Regions from separate parts of the Mus musculus genome. Here region 2 is linked to region 1. A link is a contact called in public HiChIP or PLAC-seq data. All regions are on one chromosome and are shown on one strand. The core of a region is the stretch at or near the end of the contact, and the rest is flanking DNA. Distances in the headings are between cores, read along the strand shown.

The links. HiChIP or PLAC-seq counts read pairs in DNA pulled down with a chosen protein or histone mark.
Region 2: an H3K4me3 HiChIP or PLAC-seq map of embryonic midbrain shows a contact between it and region 1, with 4 times the contacts expected there. The contact joins the promoter of Agpat5 here to the enhancer-like site in region 1. A contact is called at or near these places in 1 of 39 promoter capture datasets (neural stem cells), 1 of 15 datasets of contacts at CTCF or cohesin (the G1E-ER4 cell line), 2 of 484 Hi-C or Micro-C datasets (both in the G1E-ER4 cell line), 3 of 115 datasets of contacts at active chromatin or transcription factors (astrocytes, bone marrow-derived macrophages and embryonic midbrain) and 3 of 9 other capture datasets (adipose tissue, liver and pancreatic islet).

The regions. Positions count from the first base shown.
Region 1 is chr8:18,692,752-18,696,726 of GRCm38.p6, reverse strand. All of the region lies in intron 12 of Mcph1 (microcephaly, primary autosomal recessive 1), which reads right to left. It overlaps Angpt2 (angiopoietin 2), which reads left to right. Exons shown (of 9, transcript NM_007426.4): 8 at 2,200-2,330. Among named protein-coding and RNA genes, the nearest start is that of Angpt2, 47 kb to the left of the region's middle. Within about 2 kb of position 2,521, at least 42 of the 459 cell types and tissues checked have an H3K27ac peak or open chromatin away from gene starts, as enhancers often do. A contact at or near this core is called in astrocytes and neural stem cells, where this site is marked.
Region 2 is chr8:18,844,988-18,848,980 of GRCm38.p6, reverse strand. It overlaps Agpat5 (1-acylglycerol-3-phosphate O-acyltransferase 5 (lysophosphatidic acid acyltransferase, epsilon)), which reads right to left and starts at 2,702. Exons shown (of 8, transcript NM_026792.3): 1 at 2,203-2,702. The coding sequence starts at 2,421.

The DNA.
Region 1 (3,975 bases), core at 1,272-3,771:
AGTTAGGAATCTACAATAGAGGAATTAATTTTTTTAAAGAAAGAAACACAGAGATGAAGAATTAGCCTGTTTACATAAGGAGATTTTACTACATGGGTCCTTACCCTTCCACAATGACATTATAAAAATAGTGTAAGCTAAGGTTCTTTTGGAAATGCAAACATATTTTGAAGATGCTATTTGAAAAAACAACAACAACAAAAAAAATCCCCACTGGTTTTTGAGGCTTAGTTTACTTGGAAATGTAAAACAATAATAATCCATAAAAACTTGCTACACTAATTAAGAGGATGCTAATACGGCTAAGTACTCTGGAAGTAACGCCTGAGTAAGTGCCGAGTAAGCCAAGCTTCAGATTGGGACGTGCTTCCCTCCAAGAACAAGCAGGAAACCAAGGAGTGCATGAGAAAGGGGCACCAAGGAAGACATGTGTCTGCCTGCCTGCCTGCTCACACCCTGCCACCCCATTCTCCTTCTTTCTCTTGATTCCCAAGACAGGGTCTCGTGTAGCCCGAGGGAGTCTTGAAATTGCTACGTAGCCAAAGATGACGTCAAACATCTGATCCTCCTGCCTCCACCCCTCAAATGCTAGGATTGTAGGTATGAGCAATGACATGGCCAACTCAAGGCTGTTCTTAATAACAGATTTGAAAGCATGTACTTTTGTCTGGTAGGCCTCCAAAAGGCTCTAAGATTGAATAACCTTTCAAAGAGAGACTAATAAAAATAGATTTCTCTCTGACATTACTTGCCTTTGCAGGACATTTAGTGAGTCCCCTGAGAACTGACCTTTCAAAGAAGACAAGAGACTGAAAAGGAAGACAAACCTTGGCGGGGAGGGGTGGGGTGGGGTGGGGTGTGGTGGGGTGGGGTGGAGGGGGTGTAAAGGGGGGTAAATGTCAGAAAGAAAACTATTTCAGGTTCCCAAGCACACAAGGACTAGTTCTCCACACACTGCAGCTGCTGTCCTAGGGCTGCCGTGAGCACTCACTGTAAAGACATGTGCCAGGGCCTGGGACAGTGGTCTCGCCCTCTCCTCTGCCTGTTCCCACATGAGATACTGACAAGTGAATCTTCCCAAGGTGGTGGATGGCAAGGACAGAGAGCTTTACAAAGAAGAGAACACTTGGGGGCTCAAAGGACACTTGGTAGTCACCATGTAGGATTTCCAGAGACTCCTGTATCTACATTGCATGAGCTCTTGGGGATTCAGCATGATAGTTTGCCAGAGCTGGTTACTGGCATGCCAAAACACCAAAAGGACATCCTTACGTCACCCTATTATGTGAGACCCAGCTCTGGTCTGACTCGAAACATCTGACCACTGGCAGTTTGTGACATTTTAGAGAATTATATGTTCTGATTGGGCATGGCCATCCATGACTGTAACCCCAGCACTTGGGAGGCTGAGGCAGGTGGACTATCACAAGTTCAAGGTCAACCGAGGCTGCTTAGTGAGTTCCAGGCCAGCTTAAGCTACAGTGTATATAACCCTGCCTTAAAAACAAAACAAAATAAAATAGTAATTAAAGCGATTATGCTTATCCTGACCTTCAGATTCTCCTTGTTGGCACAGTTGGCTGCTGAGGACCACACTTTGGCAACAGTCTAACAGTGTGGTCCATGATCAGGGGTCTGGGCACTGACATTTACTTCCTTTCTGAGGTCAGACAGGTTTATTATACCAGTGTCCAGAATCAAGGCAAAGCAGCTATAGGGGCTACCCCAAACTCCTCACCCACTCCTTGCCTTCTAGCCTCTCCACCCCAACTTCTACCCCTTCAGACTATAGACAGGGTATCTGGTCACTCTAGTAGCCATTCCCCAGGGACTGTGGTGGTTGGGGGCGGGGAGGGGGTCTGTGAGAAGCCCCTTTGTTCTGCAGATGCCTTCTGTTCATCTGAATGCAGAGGGATAATGAATTACAAGGCCCCATTAAGGTCTGCTGATGCTGGTGCAGGCAATATGTGTTGAAGTTGTCATGAAAACATCCCTCCCTCTTTGTCAGAGGGTTTGATGATAAGTTGGTTCCTGTTTATACCAGTACAAAGTATTTTGTACGGAGTGGGCACTGGAGTGTACTGACTGGCCCCAGTGCACTCTGTAGAATGGAATTCTTCACCATGAGAAATTTTCCACTACAGTCAATCAACAATCCTAGCCAGTTACAATTTTTATTTTTTCCTTTGCACGTTCCAGGATTCACCTTACAGGACTCACGGGGACCGCGGGCAAAATAAGTAGCATCAGCCAACCAGGAAGTGATTTTAGCACAAAGGATTCGGACAATGACAAATGCATCTGCAAGTGTTCCCAGATGCTCTCAGGAGGTAAGGCGACTCTTCCTATTTGAATTGGCAAGAAGCAGCTGCCTAGCATAGACGACTGGCAGTGTAAGCTCCGACTGGAATGCATGCCTGACAATGAACAGCCTTACTTCCGTAAGAACACAAGCCATCTGCCTCCCAGTTCATTGGTTGGGCCTCCTTTTAGTTCAAGTGTGACATGAAAGCACAGCATGGAGCTGGAATTGTCACAAGGGTGACAGTGTACTCTCAGGATGCTTGGGAGTGAGCGAGGGGACATTAAGTGGCTCACTGACCAGATGAAAAGAGAAGGGTTTGGCTCCATACTGCTTTGTTTCTGTTTAATATCCAGCCCAGGGCTTTTCAGCTGTCTCTTTCATGCAATGATGCTTACATATAGCAAGAAAGTGGGCTGGGGAAGACAGCTCAGTGGGTAAGGTGCCTGCCATGTGCATGTTCAGGTCTGTAGCACTCTTGTACAAAGGTTGAATATGTGGTGTGCAACAATTCCAGTGCTGGGGCTGGCTTGCCTGTCAGTCTAGCTGAATCCATGAGTTCAAGGTTTGATGAGACTCTATCTCAAACCTGTGAGATGGCTCTGTGGGTAAACATGCTTGCCGTCAAGCCAGACATCTGAGTTTGATCCCTGGGTTCCTCATGGCCAAATGTGAGAACTGCTCCTTGCAATTCTCTGATCTCCACACCAGAAATAAATAAAATTAATTAAATTATATGAATAAAAGCTTCTAAGACAAGTAAAAGATCTAAGCTTGAACAATGCCTGCTCTTCAGTAAAGAATTCGTGCAGCAACAGTAACAAGAGGATATATTCATGAAATGAAATTTAGAAATTGAGATTTCATGAAAGAATTAGGTCCCACTCTCTGGCAGATCCTGGATTCTTGGGGTAGCAGATTGGCCACTTGGTGGCATGAGTTTTCTCTATTAGCTGTAATTATTCAAAGGAGAGAACCCCAGTGAACTGCTGTAAAGGGGGCTGGACTCTCATCTCACTGTAACAGCTGTCTTTAAAGCCACATAACAGCCGGGGTAGGGGTAGGTTCTGGGGCCACAGCACCCCTGATCCCGAGCCGGCTTGCTGTTCGTTCCCACACTTAGACCTCTCTGGAGAGGCTGACTGTTCTCAGACCACCCGTGTGCTGCTATTCCAGAGAGCAGGAGAGCTGCTTCCCAACCAAGGACACAATTCATTTATTTACCCAGCTCAAGATTTAAGGGCTGAGAATGGAGCTGGGAGAGACTTGGGAGGAGGCAAGCAGCCAGGGGAGGGAAAGTGGGGAGGTCTGGCTTGTAAGAGGCCAAGTTCCAAGCCATGGGCTGGCCCATAGGGAAGGTGGCCCGTGAAAAAGTGCACAGGAGCAATGACTCCAATGGTGCCCAAAGGCTAAGGCAGATCTGTAACTGACATTTCTCTCCAGCCCTAGGGTTTTACACAACACAGGCTCTTTTTATACATTCCCATTTCTCAGAATCAACAGCTAGGGGTGTCTCCAAGTGGTAGTGCCCAGGTGGCCTCAGAATTGGTGTTTCACCCACATTCTTTACTGTCTACTCGTTGTTGTTTTCTGGATTTAAAAAGAAACAAATACTATACAACCAGTGTCTCTCCCACTTGAGGCTTAAAGATAAATTCAGATTAGTACATTGT
Region 2 (3,993 bases), core at 1,453-3,952, 150 kb before region 1:
CCCTTGGGAGGCAGAGGCAGGCGGATTTCTGAGTTCGAGGCCAGCCTGGTCTACAAACTGAGTTCCAGGACAGCCAGGGCTATATAGAGAAATTCTGTCTCAAAAACAAAACAAAACAACAGCAGCAACAACAAAAGAATCCAATGCAATGTCCACACAATCTGCTTTTGAATAGCAAAGGAGGCCCTCACCCTCACCCTCTCCCTCTTTAAGTGGAATTGGTTGGATACAGCTGCTTGAACACTGCTCTCCACTGTGCACATATTCTAAAACCATTACAAGTAAGATTATAGGCAAGTGGTGGCGCACGCCTTTCATCCCAGCACTTGGGAGGCAGAGGCAGGTGGAGTTCTGAGTTCGAGGCCAGCCTGGCCTACAGAGTGAGTTCCAGGACAGCCAGGACTACACAGAGAAACCCTGTCTCAAAAAAACAAAAAAACAAACAAACAAAAACCACAAAAAACAAACAAAAGATTATCCCTATAGCTGGTGACCTAAGGCAGAAGACAAGCTCACATCTCAAACTCTTGTGACCAGTGATCAGCTAATTACTTTGATTTTATTTTGATCCATATTACTGCCTAACCACATTTCTCCCTCATATGTAAACTGTTCAGTACCGCCATGAATCCGTTTTAAATTTCATATAACTAAAAGAGTTTAATCCAGACATGGCGGTACATGCCTTTAGTCCTAACACTCTGGAGACAGAGGCAGGCAGATCTCTGTGAACTTGAGGCCTGTGAGGTCTACATAGAGTTCCTGCCCACCAAGACTACAGTGTGAGATCCTGGTTTGCTTCTTTTTTTTTTAGAGCTCATTATTGGAAAGAATAGAAGAACTCATTTTTTTCCTTCTCTTCTCCTTAATCTTAGTTTTAAGGCGTTAACTTAAAAGCCCTAAAATCACTTAGAAAACAGCTGCTGTAGCCTGGGTGGGGGGTAATAAGGTTTGCACTTGACTCCCCTCAAGTGCGTGTCCTCTCTCCCAATCAATAAACTCACTAACTTTGCTTCATTCTGACTCATCCTAACGTCTCTGCAGCAAGAATATAGGTGGCACTTGAGTAGAGGTCCCTGAGCGTCTGAGGGGTACTTGTCATGTGCAAGGTCAGCAACTTTAAGTTGTGCTCCCCGCTGTCTTGTCCCTTCTGCTAGTGAAATTAAATACTTATCCACGATTAGACCATACATTCACTTGACAAACTTAGTAAAGTAAGAGGGAGGTTTGAAACCATCAGTGTGGGGGTTCCTAAAAATTCTGAATGAAATCCTATTCTAAAAGTCAATTTTTCAGAAACCTTGATGTGCAACAGTGATTTTCCTATTCCCTAGGAAAACATTTAAAAAGATAGTGATTCAGAGAGGTCTTAATTCCCTACCTCAGACATAATCTCCAACTGGCGCAAAACTCAGTAAGGGATCCAGTCGCCAAAGTACCCCCCTAACACAGAATGAAAAGAACTGAGAAATGGGGGGGAAAGTCATAGATACATCTGGGAGAACCCAAACAGAGCTCTTCTTTGAAACTGAAAACCAAAAAGGAAGTACAACTGTAGGTTTTTATGGGATGTCATATAACGAATTCACATTAGGAGAGCTTTCTACTCTTTATTGTTTTCAGAGTTCAATCTCCACGGGGCGGGGGGGGGGGAGGGAGGGGTGGAAAGAAAGAAAGAAACAGTAGCAGGAAGAAAGCAATCTGACAAGAGATCAGCCCACATTGAAGCCCAGTCCAAGCTGAAGAGAACTGTATCGACAGTGAGGCTCCTATTGTAACCAATGTATTCATTTCCTCCCTAGGCCCTCGCTTTCACCCGGGAGGAACCCAAGGCAGGAGTCGTCCTTCACAGCTGTCACTTTGGTCAGCGCCTAGAGGTCTTGCTAATCTAAAAGACCTCGGAAGTGCAAATGAAGCCAGTCCCAGCATCACCACCTCGGACTCAGTGCCCTACTTTGGCAGGCACTGAGATGGGCAGTAACAGCCGGCCCGGGGCGGGGGTGGGGCGGACCCGGGAACACACTCAGCCTCAGCAGGACGTTCCAGAAGGAACCCCGAAGTGAGAACCAGAAACTTCCCCCCGCGGCGGGAGGCCGTGAGCTGCGGCACGTGCTCGCCGGGCTGCGAGTGTTCGCCCGGGTTGCAAGCGCCGCCCCGGCCGCGGGGAGGGCTCGCACGCAGCCCTGCGCGGCCGCGCCTCACCTGGACCCCGGTGTAGTTCTCGAAGAAGAAGAGCACCATGTTCTGGTAGACGCAGTAAAGCCGGTCGTCCACGCGCTGGTACAGGCGGGCGGGCATCAGCGCGGAGAGCACCCGCCACAGCGTCCAGGCCAGCAGGTAGGTGGGCGCCGAGCCCAGCAACAGGACGCTGGGGAGCAGGTAGCGCATAGAGTACGTGTGGAGCACCAGGGACAGCAGCATCCTCTCGGCTCGCCAGCCGCGACTCCGCCTGCGTTGCCCGCGCGGCCACCAGGACCTCAGCCACCGCCGGCCGCCCGCCAATCACTGCGCGGGGCCGGCCGCGCCGCCGCCCTCCGCCCTGGCTCCGCCCCCAGCATGGGCCGCGGGGGCCCGGGACCCGGCGGGGACAGTGACGGCCTCTGCTCGCCGCCTTGGAAAGGGCACGCCTCGGCTTGCCGGGCGCACTCGCCTCGGGGTGCTCGCTTTGCTCCGCGCGACCCGTGCTTGTCAGCGGGGAGGCGGGGTGAAGCAAGGCTCCCGGGTAATAAGGCGCCTCCTGATTGGCCGACTTATGGGCGTAATACGTGTTCTGATTGGCTCGGTCCCTTGGCCTCGTCACGACGCATGCTCGACTGCGAATGCTGGCTGGGGATGAGCCCGGGAAGAAGTGAGGTGGTGGGTTTTGGCCTGTGCTGGCGTGCGAGAGCTGCGTGGAGACACGAGGATGCTTCCTGCAAGACACGCGTGAGCCGACTAAGTCGTGGAGCACAGGAGGAGCTCGATGCCGCAGGTTATGGACAACTGCAGCGTCTTCGCGTGCCGGAGGGCCACCCGTGCCCCCACGTGCATAGGAAGCACACCTTCCCTCCTCTTGGCTGTTGCAGAATGAGGCTGGGTCCGTCTCCTGTACCCTTGGTTCACCTTTCACGGGACTGTCACCTCCTTGTATTAAATCTTTCAAAGCCTTAACTTTTGCCCTTTAATAACCTCTTGCTCTTTAACTTGTTTCTACTGTGCGTTTTCCTAATATCCTACATTTCTTCTTTTCAATGTGTAGGAAAGTATTTCCCTATACATGTAGGATCCATAAGTTCTCTTCCCTCCAGAAAACTAGAATAGTTAAGTAACAGCAAAAACTTATCCAGGGGCCCAGGTCCTTTCACTGCCCTAACTAGTGGAGACCAGATAATTCTATACAAGAAGGTATAGAAGGAAACAGGTCAGTGCGCACGCTCAGATCTGTATAAAGTACGTTTTAAATATGTGGGTGTGTGTGTGTGTGTTGGTTTCTCTAAGTGACCCTAAGGTCACTTATTCTGCCCCTAGTTTTCTCCCTTTCCACACCACTGACGCCTGTGTCTCTGCTTCCTTGCCTTGGATTTCCCTTCATCTTTTGCCCCATGTTTCTTTCCCATCACCTCTGAGATGCGCTTCATAAGGCATACAGGTGACTCCTGTCATTAGCACACTATGTCAGATGGACGTGCTTAGGAGTTTACACGATATCAGAATGTATTGAATGACAATAAATTTCACTAAGTACAGTGGCTTCGCTGGCACCAGAGAGGCCCACTTTACTCTGTAGCCCTTGCTAAGGGAAACACAGGTTCTTTTATTGCAGTCTTAATTACTAATATTAACTCTCAGATCACACATACATCACTCTGTAAGTATATCTCTGTTTACATATGCATATATAGGTTACAGTGACTACAAAGAGTTAGAAAGAAGAAAGGAGTTTTAAAAGCCTTGGGAAGCCAGTGCTGGAGAACTGACAGGGCTATAAGAGTGTCTGTCACGATAACATGAACC